Linked DNA regions of Mus musculus: all the other regions are linked to region 3. The links are chromatin contacts, called in public HiCAR-type, HiChIP or PLAC-seq and Micro-C maps. All regions are on one chromosome and are shown on one strand. Each heading gives the region's core, a stretch centred on a gene start, on an enhancer-like site or on the middle of the called end of the contact. The rest is flanking DNA. Distances are from core to core; before and after follow the strand shown.

Region 1 (2,700 bases), core at 6-2,505, 640 kb before region 3:
TTTATTTTACATTGAGCAATACTTTTTATTTAGAGAGTTAGCTTAACCCCCAACATAAATGCTGGGGAGTCATGTTTTCTGTAACAAATATTGGTGTCAGATATCAATCACTGGATGTAAGGTATGGATCATTTGAAACCCTCAGGTTACTTCCCAGATCTGCCGTCTGGGGAGGTTTTCATTTTAATTCTTTAATTCTTATTATAGGCATTGAGTGAGTTTGGAATCAAGTCTTTATTTTTGTGTTTCAAACTTCACTATAGTACCTGCTGCCTTTCTTAAATAAAAATGCTGCTGCCATTCATCAGAACAACTTGGCAAAAGCCGGAAATAGTAAGTGACAAGCAGAGAACGCTAATTGTAGCTGGGATAGAGCAAGTAATAAGAAAATGAAAAGATATTATTTTCAGTAAACCCAAAGAGAGAATTCCAGCTAAAGACTGATTAAAATGCCAAGAGAGAAAATGTTGTTTTCAAGAAGAAAATATATAAAAGATTTGGAAAGCACAATCCTTCCAGAACAAATCTTAAATTGTAACATACTACCAGGACATTTTCAATGTGCCATGCTGTCTACTGAGTTATTATTGCTGGCTGTAAACCTTTAATAAATAATGTGAAGCATGATAACTTGCTATTTTAATCAAGGGCTATTATTAGAATGACTCGAAAACCTGAGCTTTGTCCCACTTAGTGTATTAAAATAATTTTTTTCAAATACACCAATTATGATTGTCAGAGTAAGTGGAAAATAATTTATTTAGGAGAGAACCTCATTCTTAATACTCCGTACCCACCGACCCACAGATGATTAATTCTTTATAAACCAGCTGCAGCCAGCCTCAGAAGAGCCGTCTCATTATTGGTCCGTTATTGTGTTAGTCCTTTTTGTAGGAACCGATTAGTGGGCCAATTAACAGCCTTCTCCTTAGAGGTCTACAGCTCAGGTGGGGGAGGGGCTGCTCCTTCCACTAAATCCTTTGCTTCAGTCGCCTATTTTGAGCTTCAGACATAAGAATAAAGGGGAGAGAGATTTCCCAGTCTTTGGTCTTCTCAGCATTGATTAAAAATATATCTGAGATTTAGACAAACTCTAAAGGAGAAAGGTAGCACTCATGCATCAGTTGTTGTTGCAACAAAATGTCCTACAAAAATGATGTAAGAAACGGTTTATTTTGGCTCACAGTTCAAGAGTACAGCCCATCACAAACGAGAAAACCTGCTAGCAGGGGTAACTGGTCACATTGCATGGATGGTTAAAATCAGAGTGCGGACTGGAGGCATGTGTGGGAGGGGCACACGATGGTGGGGGATGGAGGGCAGCTGATACTCAGCTCATTTTCTCCTTTGTACTCAGTCTAGGGCCTCAGCCCAGGAAATGTTGCTGCCCACAGAGGGGATCTTCCCTCCTCAATTAACCCTATTTAGAAATTCTGACATCCAATGCCCAGGTATTGGTCCTGTGGAGGAGATAATCAATGCTAATTATTATCAATACTAATATTATATCTTATTTCAACAAAGGCCTTTCGTGTGTGCTTTCTTAAAATGTAGTGTTTAGCCTTGTTTTCTTCTGAATCCAAATGCCTAAAATGTTGTCTGGCATATAGTAGCTGATCAGTAAATGTTTGTTTCACAAATAAATGAAGACTTGCTAAGATGTTAGTATACAATAGTCAGAGAATGGGGCTCCTTTGTATAGGCAGCTCCCAAACTAGGAGAGAAAAAGACACAGCAGCAGATAAATCTAAGGTAGTATGTGCTGAATTATTAAAGTGCAGACACAGGAAGAGTGCAAGACAAAGACAGTTCTCTCTCAAGTTGGCAGCTTGGGTTGGAGGAGAGAAATCTTCCTAGAGATGAGGTCACAGAAGTTTCATAGACTTGCCAGGAACTCAACAAGCCAAAAGGGAGGCTTTAGGCCAAAGCACAGCGTTATGTAAAGACGACTCCTGGAAGAACATTTACTGTTAAAATATAACAATATTTATTTAAAAATCCATGCATTTTTTTTTTGAGATTTCATAATCAGGAGTCTCAAATGGAAAAAATGAGAAAACTTGGGGAAGGAGAGGAGTTGGAAGGCAAATCTGAACGTGCAGAAATTGAGATGTTGAAGAAACTGAGGTTTAGCAATGCCAAGTTGTTCATGGTCCCGAGGACAACCATGGAGTAGAGTTTGTGAGTCCCTTTCCTGAGCATACCCACTGCTACTGTGCTGTGACAGGTAGTGTGGGCTGCCTGCCTCCCCCCCCCCCCCCCGTCTTTCATTGAATTAGCAGACTCAAGGAATAGCTCATTTTCGAAGGCTTCCTTGGTGACCAGGAGGAAGAAATCAGAAGGATCCTGTGTGATTTGGATGATTTTCCAGAATCCTATTTTGCCTCTACTTGGTTATTGTTTGCTTGTTTTAGTTTTTATTGTTTTTGTTGTTGTTGCTGGGTTTTTTTTTATAGCTCACTGTGTTGCTTGCTCATTCATTCATTCATTCATTCACTCATTCATTCATTCCATGGTTCAAGCTTACAGATGGCAAGCTCTGTGCTACACACTAATTCATAGCCCTGTGCATTGGCTTCATTGCAGGGACCTGAGGGAAGCCACCATCTCTCACCTCATTTTCCACAGGGTCATTGAAATGGTCATTCAAATGAAATCTTACTAATGGAGTACCTCTTTAATTTAAGAATTTCCCAAGCA
Region 2 (2,700 bases), core at 180-2,679, 550 kb after region 3:
CAAGTGCTGAGATTCAAACTTTCATGCCACACAGGTTTGAGTTTTGGGGTTGAAATGGGCTTTCTTATCAACTAGGATCTCCCTGAACTTACAATGTACCTGAGGATGGCCTTTAACTTCTGATCTTCCTATGCCTCCTAAGTAACCACAACCGGCTTTTTGAATTTTGTTGGTTTCTTTGTTTTGAAACAGGGTATCAAAAATTGTGGATGAGGGGAGTAACCCAGAGTCTTGAAATGGTGGGAAATTACTCTTTCCCACAATACAACTCACAGACTTTAACAAGAAGGAAGGCCCAAGTGTGGATACCTGAAATCCACCTCGAAGAGGAATAATAATCATGGGAGGCAGAGGGAGGAAATTGGGTCGGAGAGGTGAGAGGAAGGGGAAAAGAAGGGGCGGGATCAGGTATGGAAAGGAGGGATGCCCAGAGGGCCAGGAGAATTAATCAACATGCAGCAGTGGAGGTTAGGGCCCATGGGGAACCTCTAGAAAGTCCCAGAGATCTGGGATGTGAGAGGCTACTAGGACTCAATGGGGATGACCTAAGCGGAAATGTGAGGTGGAAGCAGATGGGGGAGCACCCTCTCAGAGTTGGGAGGAGGGCTTAAAGAACTCCGGGAGGGGGAGTCAGGATGGGGGGGGGGGTTGGAATGTAAATAAAGTAATTTAATAAAAGATATAAAGAGGAAAACTATAAAACTCTTTAAAATATTAGAAAATTAAAACTCTTCTGTAGGTTTACATTACTCAGAGAATTACTCCTCTCACAAGCTAACCAGACTTTTTCAAGTCCACATTGAAAAATAGTAAATTTAACGATCCCACGAGGGACAAGCCCACAGTACAAAAAGCAAGTGTCCAATACCTTTCTTACTAGGGTTTCTATTACTGTTATAAGCACCATGACCAAAAGCAACTTAGGAAGGAAAGAGTTTACTTGGCTTACACTTCCACATCACAGCCCATCATCAAAGGAACTTGAGGCAGGAACTGAAGAAGCTCTGAAGGAATGTTGCTTTCTGGCTAGTTCACTCAGCCTTTTTCACATACCGAAAGACCACCGGCCCAGGGGTGGCAGCAGCACACATTCAGATGGGCCCTCCCGCATTGATCAGTAATCAAAATATTCCCACAGGCCAATTTGGAAGCAGCGTTTTTCTCAGTTGAGGTTTCTCTTTCTAACGACTCTGCCATGTTTCAAGTTAACATAAAGCTAACCAACTGTCTCTTAAACGTTCTTATACCATCCGCAAGTCCACACCTCAATCAACTGGCATTTTAAACCTGAGCTCACCTAATGCGCAAATCACACCTCTTGCGCTGTCACCAACGAGTATGGAAGAGCGAGGCAGCGGGATAGACAGGACCCACCGCCCACCAGCGCCGTCCTGCCCCTCTAGGCCCACGGTTTGCTCTATGGTCTGGCGGACCTTGTGTTGTCATCCTCCGAGCGACGGCCGGAGGCGGCGGCGGAGGCCCGGGCGGGGTGTTTGGTTTCGTTTCTGCACCGACTGGAATTAGTGTCGACGGTCAAAATGGGAGTCCCCAAGTTTTACCGATGGATCTCGGAGCGGTACCCCTGCCTCAGCGAAGTGGTGAAGGAGCATCAGGTGGGTGAGCTCAGGCCGCGGCGCAGAAAGCGGGCCCGCGGGCCTCTCTGCGCTGTGGGACCCCGGCCTTCCAGCTGCCCGCGGTGCAGGTCAGCGGCCGAACGGGGGGAAGAGAAGGGGAACGGAGGCTTGGCGGCCCCCGGGTAGCCGCACCAGGTAGAGGCAGGTCAGAACAGAGTGGCTTGCGGCAGGTCTGAGCTCCCCCTGGGAAGGCACTCCAGGACTTGCAAAGGAGCCCTTGGTGGGAAGGCTTTTAAGGAGCCCTCTCTGTCCTCCTGGGAACCGGACCTGGAGCTTCGCTTTAGGCTGCGAAGCTGTGTGGGACGACTTCTCGGGTCCCTCATCCCAAGCAAAGCAACAGACGGTATACAAGCACTAACGTCCCCGTGGTGGAATCGCGGAGCACTCCAGCTGTGAAGAGCTGCATTTAACCTCAATGCCTGGACCGGTTGCTGTAGCTAGCTAGTGTCTTGGGTTTGTGATACTTTTTCATGCTCCCGTTAGCCCCCAGACAGGACCGACCCCCCTATTGTCTAAACGAACAAAACGTTTAGATGGAGCGCAGGGATGGGGCGGGGAGGTGGGGGGAATGGTGCTTAAAGGCTTTAGTATGGCAGAAAGATCTCGAAACATTATTACTAACACTTAGTGTATAATGACCCTACAGCAGCGGGTTTTTTTTTTTTTTGAGTTCTAAAAGTGTGTATTTGTATATTTATATATACTATATACTAGAATATATCTGCATGTTTGAATGACGGAGGAGAGAAACCAAATGTTCTAATAGGTAAACTAGACTTTGAATGATAATGTAGTATGTCACATTTAATGACTTTGGTTTACAGAAAAAAAAAACTCGTTTTTGAAATTTGTATACTTAATAAATTATTTGTGATAAGTAGCACTGTATTAATACTGGAAGTTGTCAATTATGTGGGGTTTTTTTTTTGTTTGTTTGTTTTAAGGTACTTATAAGGTTAAAGATAGAATCCAGCCTCTGGAAAGGATTCTTTTGATATTAACTTCTAATGAAAGTTGGCATATAAAAGAAACCTTATAAAAAGTTCGAAAATGCTGACTTGTCTTC
Region 3 (2,700 bases), core at 74-2,573:
GCGGGGTGGCGCTGCAGGAGGCGACCCCGGCCGTCCCCAGCCGGCCCCGGCCGCCCCTACCGCGGCACCCAGAGGCCCGTCGGGGTTGCACTGCTGCAGCGGCTCTTTATGCCACTTGTAGTCCAAGAGGTTGAGCATCGTGAGCACCAGTAGCAGTGCATAGCCCGCGCACAGCACCAGCGCCTTCCTGCGAAATACCTTCATCCCGAGCGGGGACGCAGGCCAGCGGCGTCCTGCGCGCCGGGGCCACGGCGGGAGCAGGGCCCGCTGCACGGCGGCAGGCGCGGCCGGCAGCGGCCGGGGAAGCGCACCGGGGGGCAGAGCTCGCGGCGAGCTGCGGCTCATCACAGGCACAGCCGGGGCCGGCGGCGCGGCGGAGGCGGCCCTGCAGCCCAGGAGGGGGACGCTGCAGGCCGGCTGCGGGCGCCGGGACTGGGGCCGCCGATCCGAGGCGGGCGCGGCGGCAGAGGCTGCTGGTCCCCGGCGCCCAGGGCTGGCTCTCCCATGGCAGCGGCTCCGAGAAGGACCTGCGAGGGGAAGCGGAGTGAATGGGTGAGCCCAGTCTCCGGTCCAGATGCCTCCTCCGCCTGAGTAACGCCCACCCTCTAGTCTGCGGGCTCCTCCACTCACCTGGAGCGGAGGGTGCGCCTCGGAGCGTCCCCAGATCCCCGACCGGCGGACTGTCCGGCTAGCACTCTCCTCGGTTTCTCTCCGGTTCTCTTCTGCTAGGGGTCCCCAAGCCTTCGAGGGAGCCGCGAGACTCCGCTGCCCTAGCCCTAGGCAGAGTTTTCCAGCAGCGGGCGCCCTGCACCCCGGGAGGGGAAACTTTCACCGGGCCCGGAGCCCAGCTCTGCGCTCCACCGAGCGCGGCGCGTCCCGGCTCCAGCGACGTCTCCTTAGGTCTCTCGGGACCGCTGCTTCCCTCCAGGCTCTGGGGCACGAAGCAGGCAGGAGGCGACAGTGGGGGGTGGCTTACATACGCCCCAGCTCCAGGCTGTTCTGCTCTCCATCGCTCTCTCTTGGCCTCCACGTAGCGAACCTTCCCATCCCTCCGGCGGCCGCGGATAGGGTGCAGCGCGGCCCCGCAGCGGCGGCTGCTTCTTCCATCACCCGGAGGATGTCCTGGCGGGCGGCTCAGGCGAGCCCCGGCGCTCCGTGGCCGCGGACTGGCCCAGGACTCTGTACACCTAGCTGAAGGCAAAAGAGCGGGACCCCCCACCCCCGCGTCACCAGCGGCTTCTGCCCTACGAGGTCCCGAGGCAGAGGAAGCCCCCGCCGCGGCCGCACTAAAGCGGCGCCCGGGAGGATGCTGCTACCCGACTCCCCCTACGCCGGGCGCCTGCAACGCGCTCGGGCCGGCCTCTGCGCGGCTCCTGCCAGCCCGCTCGGGGTTGGTGCGCGCCGCCGTCTGTCGCCCCGGCTCCTCCCCTTCGCCGTGCTCCCCTCCTCCTCTGCCTGTCCCACACCCGCCCTCCTCGCAGCTCCAGACTCCCGCCGCCACCTCCTTAGGGGCTGGAGATGCGACCCGGTTCAAGGAGGCGCTGCTAGGGCCTCCAGCCGTTAGTAGCAGAACAGAGCTCTAGGTGCGCCCGGGGCGCGGCGCCGGCGCCTGATTCCCAGCTCGCCCGCACAGCCGGAGACTTGGGTTCTCTGTAGCTGCACGACTCGGCTCCCAGGATTCGCTCTGGAGAAGAGTTGGTGATAAAAGTTTGAGCAGAAATACCCCGGACGTACGCTCCTTTCATCCCCAGCGGTCAGCACTGGTGTCCCCTCCTAGGACGCGAGCAGCACCGCCCAACAGCGCTGTGTGCAGCGGGAACCCAGTTCTGAAGCCTTGGCCCTGGTGCTAGCCCATTCCAGCGGGTTTGTGGTTTCTCCCTCAAGGAGGAAGTAATAAATCTTTCTGGGCCCGGGGTCACTGAAGAGGCTTCAGAGTATGCCTCTCCGCAACCTTTCCGAGTGTCCTGGATTTGGACAAGGCCACAAGGTTTCGATGATCCCACCCCCACCTCCTGCCCGGCAGATGTTCTAGGCTTGTGGAGTTTCCACCTCTGCTGACACCCTCTGAGACAGGGCTGCTGGGGGGAGGGGAGGGCGCTTTGTTTAAATTTGTGGTGTGATAGTGAGTCCATTGACTTTAAAGAGGAAGAGATGAGATCAAAGAACTTGATCGCAAAGGAAAACGTTTTTGGACGTTGAAAGTTACTTTTTAGTTTGGTCTGCGTTGGTTTGTATACTTTTCTTTCGCTGATGAGGGAATAAACTTCCATTGTAAAATGGGACAGCTACAGGATGGGTGGAGGTTAGAGGGCACATAGGAAAGATTGTACTCCAGTTTCCACCTAGAAGGGCAGAAAGATGAGTCATTGCGGTCCGGAGGTGAACTACTGATCACTGGGAGACTGATTGCCCCCCGTCTCTCAGAAGCTTTTACAAGTAAAACATAATTACTGCAAAATTATCATAGTCTACCTGGAGCAGCCCACCTCGGCTGATGACCCTCCTAAATTTAAAGCGTTGCCATTGACGACTTTTTTTTTTTTCAGGGTATTGTACAGAATCTTCTGGGTACAGGGATTGTTGAAAAAAAAATGACTTAATTCAATTGTTTTATGGCTTTAACTGGTTTGGTTTTGTTTCAGTTTGGTTTGGGATTTTTGTTTTGTTTTGTTTCAGTTTTTGTTGTTGTTGTTGTTGTTG
Region 4 (2,700 bases), core at 82-2,581, 710 kb before region 3:
TAGACAATGCACGCTACTGATAATTGTTTACTAAAACATATTTCAAAATGAAAGAATGTGTCCGAGAAGGGGAGGACACTGACTGTCCTGTCTGACTTGCTTCCTGGTTGAGATGAAGATGGACTTCAACCAAACACACATCACTTACATTTTCCAGATGTAAGCTGGGTGGGTTACATGCCTGCCAGCACTTAGTAGTTTGACATAGGTGGATTGCTACAAATTTGAGATCAACCTGGCTTACATAGCAAATACCAAATTCCCCAGGACTGCATAGCCCTATCTAAAAGATCACCATCCCCATAAAAAGAATCCTGAAGAAGAATTAAGACCAGAAATAAAATAAAGAATGGTTGTAGCTTAGGATTTTCCAGCCCTGTGCTGCCCCCAAGTGATCAGGACTTGACATGTATGCCTTGGCTGCCCCAGGTTTTACACTCAATAAAAGCCTAAGACAGCCTTACAGAGTGTAGTACATGTGAAGGCAAGCTGCTCAGGCAGGAAGGGAAGCTGATCTAGGGTAGGAAGGGAAGCTGAACCCTGGCAGGAGATGAGCAGGCACAGGGTAAACTCCCACTCCCATTGCCTCCCATAAAATGATGTAGCTCCTCTAAAAATGCCTGCCTCTGACCGTTCTGTATGTAAAGCACCTCCTTACTCTGACAAGTGACCAATACATTTAAGATTTAAGGGCTCTGCATAAAAATCTGAAGAAACGTAAGAGTGTTTTCTGCATGAATAATCATCCCTTAGTGTGGCCAAGCCACAGTCGAGATGTCCCGATTGAAAGGCAGTCGTTATCACTGACGTGCTCCAATGCCTGGACCACTTAATTTTCTCCTGAAGCTCTGTCAATCTCTTAACTTTGCTTCACTCCCCTGTTCAGCCTCCATTTTTCTCCCTCTTTCCTGCTTGCCATCTTTGTCCCTTTATTTTCCTCCCCTTCACCCCTCCTTTATATCTAGTCCCTACTTGCCAGGTCCCTAAAGACACCCACTCCCAGGAGAGAGGGGCCTGGAGCCCACTGTGCCTGCTTTCTCAGCACATACTTCTTCTATAACCCCTGTCCCCACTTCTCCACTGAAGGCAAACGAAAAGGATCAGCAGTGCCTCCAAACCATGGCTGCTGCTCCAGGAACCAGCATCTGGGTAGGGTGGGGCAGGTTGGTCCCTTCCCAGCCCATCTCGGGAGATCTCGAGAGATCAGTCATAAGCAAAACACAGCTCATTTTGGAGGTTTGCATTCTTGTCCCTGTCTGAAGTGATTGAATTTCACATAGACGGTGACTAACTGGGAAAAATGTGTCCCAGATGTGGTGCTCAGAAATTATTCTGAGAACAAGGTTATGTACACAAAGCTCCAGCCTCCCTGTGCATCTGTCACTGATGCTGGCACCTGCATCCAGCAGCAGCAACGTTCTGTAATTCTTTATTGGGCTCTTCTGCAGCTGAGCTCTTTGTCTGCCTCTCAGTCATCTCTGTCTCTGTGTTTCTGTGTCTGTCTGTCTCTCCCTCTAGCTATCTTTCCTTCGGCCTGTATCTCTGTCTCTGTGTTTCAGTCAGTCTTTTTCTCTGACTGTCCCTCTATGTTTCCTTCTGTCTCTCTCTTCTCTGTCTCTGTCAGTCTCTGTCTGTCTCTGTTCATCTCTCCCTGTCTGTCTGTCTCTCTCTCATTCTGTCTCTGTATTTCTGTCAGTCTCTGTCTCTCTCTCTCTTACCGTCTCCTGTCCCCTACTAACCCCTATCCCAGCCTTGTCCTCTACCTGTTTCCTCCCTCTGTCTGTCAGTCTCTGTCTCTCTCTCTCTCTCACTGTCTCCCCCCACCCCCATAGCCCCCGCCTTAAGCCCCATCCCAGCCTTGTCCTCTACCCGTTTTTCCCATGACACTTACTCCCCAGAGACCCTGCTGCACGGATGATTCTGGAGTGTTTCTCCTTGGCTCTGACCTTTCCATCAAGTACACAACTCCAAGTGTTGCAGACAGCCGGGCTCAGTGAGCCAGGGCCCAGGAGGCCTGAGGGGTCCTGACCTTCCCACCCCCACCGAGTCAGCCGCTTCACAGCCACACTGGCTGTCACTCAACCAGGTGTAAAAACATAGGTCTCTTCTTTTTTTCTTTCATTTTTACCTCTCTATTTCAACCTTAAGCCCCACTAATCCTCTCTGCCATCTGCCCAGTTTATTTTAAGCAAATCCTTGTTGAGTGAAGTGCTGTCTGTCTCATTCTGTCAGAGCCACCTCCTTTAGCACCAACCGTCCCTTGAGCTGGCTTTAGTAACTGCAACCCGACAATGTTTTCCTTTTACACAGCTCAACTTCGATGTCTCTGCAAACTAATCTCAAGGGACTTACCTTTTTAAAAGGGGGGGGGGGTGATGGTGGGGAGAATAAAACACTGTATTATTTGAGTAAGTGAGACAGCCATATGACTCGGCATTTAAAAGATTCAAAGTATATGTTGGGCTGTTGATGCTTTTATTCAGTGACTTTTCTGTTGGCCTCGTTTTGCAGCTATAGAGAAGCAGATGGGAGTTCAGCAGTGTAGAGATGGAAAGCAAGGTGGGTAGGGAGGTTACAATGTAGGGACTAGGGGAGAAAGGGAAAAGAGAGGTTAGCAAAGATGTAGGAGCCACATGGAAGGAGTAGGTATCACTTCTACCTGGATTCAGCTGGAATTCAGACCTAGATCCCACCTGAAAA

Evidence for each region. Hi-C and Micro-C count contacts between places; a contact is called where the count stands out from the background. HiCAR-type assays count read pairs that join an accessible place to other places. HiChIP or PLAC-seq counts read pairs in DNA pulled down with a chosen protein or histone mark.
Region 1: a contact with region 3 is called in an H3K4me3 HiChIP or PLAC-seq map of embryonic forebrain, with 10 times the contacts expected there. The contact joins the enhancer-like site here to the promoter of Chst2 in region 3. A contact is called at or near these places in 22 of 39 promoter capture datasets (the 3T3-L1 cell line, 3T3-L1-derived adipocytes, the HPC-7 cell line and 12 more), 4 of 484 Hi-C or Micro-C datasets (bone marrow-derived macrophages, cerebral cortex, cranial neural crest and 1 more), 15 of 115 datasets of contacts at active chromatin or transcription factors (VIP interneurons, cardiomyocytes, craniofacial prominence and 10 more) and 2 of 9 other capture datasets (adipose tissue and embryonic stem cells).
Region 2: a Micro-C map of embryonic stem cells shows a contact between it and region 3, with 5 times the contacts expected there. The contact joins the promoter of Xrn1 here to the promoter of Chst2 in region 3. A contact is called at or near these places in 2 of 484 Hi-C or Micro-C datasets (both in embryonic stem cells) and 1 of 115 datasets of contacts at active chromatin or transcription factors (astrocytes).
Region 4: a HiCAR-type map of fibro-adipogenic progenitors shows a contact between it and region 3, with 5 times the contacts expected there. The contact joins the enhancer-like site here to the promoter of Chst2 in region 3. A contact is called at or near these places in 3 of 39 promoter capture datasets (cranial neural crest, embryonic stem cells and second pharyngeal arch cranial neural crest) and 7 of 115 datasets of contacts at active chromatin or transcription factors (embryonic hindbrain, embryonic midbrain, fibro-adipogenic progenitors and 4 more).

Annotation. Positions count from the first base shown.
Region 1 is chr9:94,767,411-94,770,110 of GRCm38.p6, forward strand. The region is part of intron 4 of Slc9a9 (solute carrier family 9 (sodium/hydrogen exchanger), member 9); the gene reads left to right. Among named protein-coding and RNA genes, the nearest start is that of Mir7656, 17 kb to the left of the region's middle. Within about 2 kb of position 1,256, at least 6 of the 459 cell types and tissues checked have an H3K27ac peak or open chromatin away from gene starts, as enhancers often do. A contact at or near this core is called in embryonic basal ganglia and embryonic forebrain, where this site is marked.
Region 2 is chr9:95,953,331-95,956,030 of GRCm38.p6, forward strand. It overlaps Xrn1 (5'-3' exoribonuclease 1), which reads left to right and starts at 1,430. Exons shown (of 42, transcript NM_001311130.1): 1 at 1,430-1,613. The coding sequence starts at 1,539. It overlaps Gm16794 (a long non-coding RNA gene), which reads right to left. Exons shown (of 3, transcript XR_871036.3): 1 at 1,298-2,700.
Region 3 is chr9:95,405,947-95,408,646 of GRCm38.p6, forward strand. Chst2 (carbohydrate sulfotransferase 2) reads right to left here and starts at 1,324. Exons shown (of 2, transcript NM_018763.2): 1 at 631-1,324; 2 at 1-527. The coding sequence starts at 345.
Region 4 is chr9:94,700,265-94,702,964 of GRCm38.p6, forward strand. All of the region lies in intron 2 of Slc9a9 (solute carrier family 9 (sodium/hydrogen exchanger), member 9), which reads left to right. Among named protein-coding and RNA genes, the nearest start is that of Slc9a9, 32 kb to the left of the region's middle. Within about 2 kb of position 1,332, at least 56 of the 459 cell types and tissues checked have an H3K27ac peak or open chromatin away from gene starts, as enhancers often do. A contact at or near this core is called in fibro-adipogenic progenitors and second pharyngeal arch cranial neural crest, where this site is marked.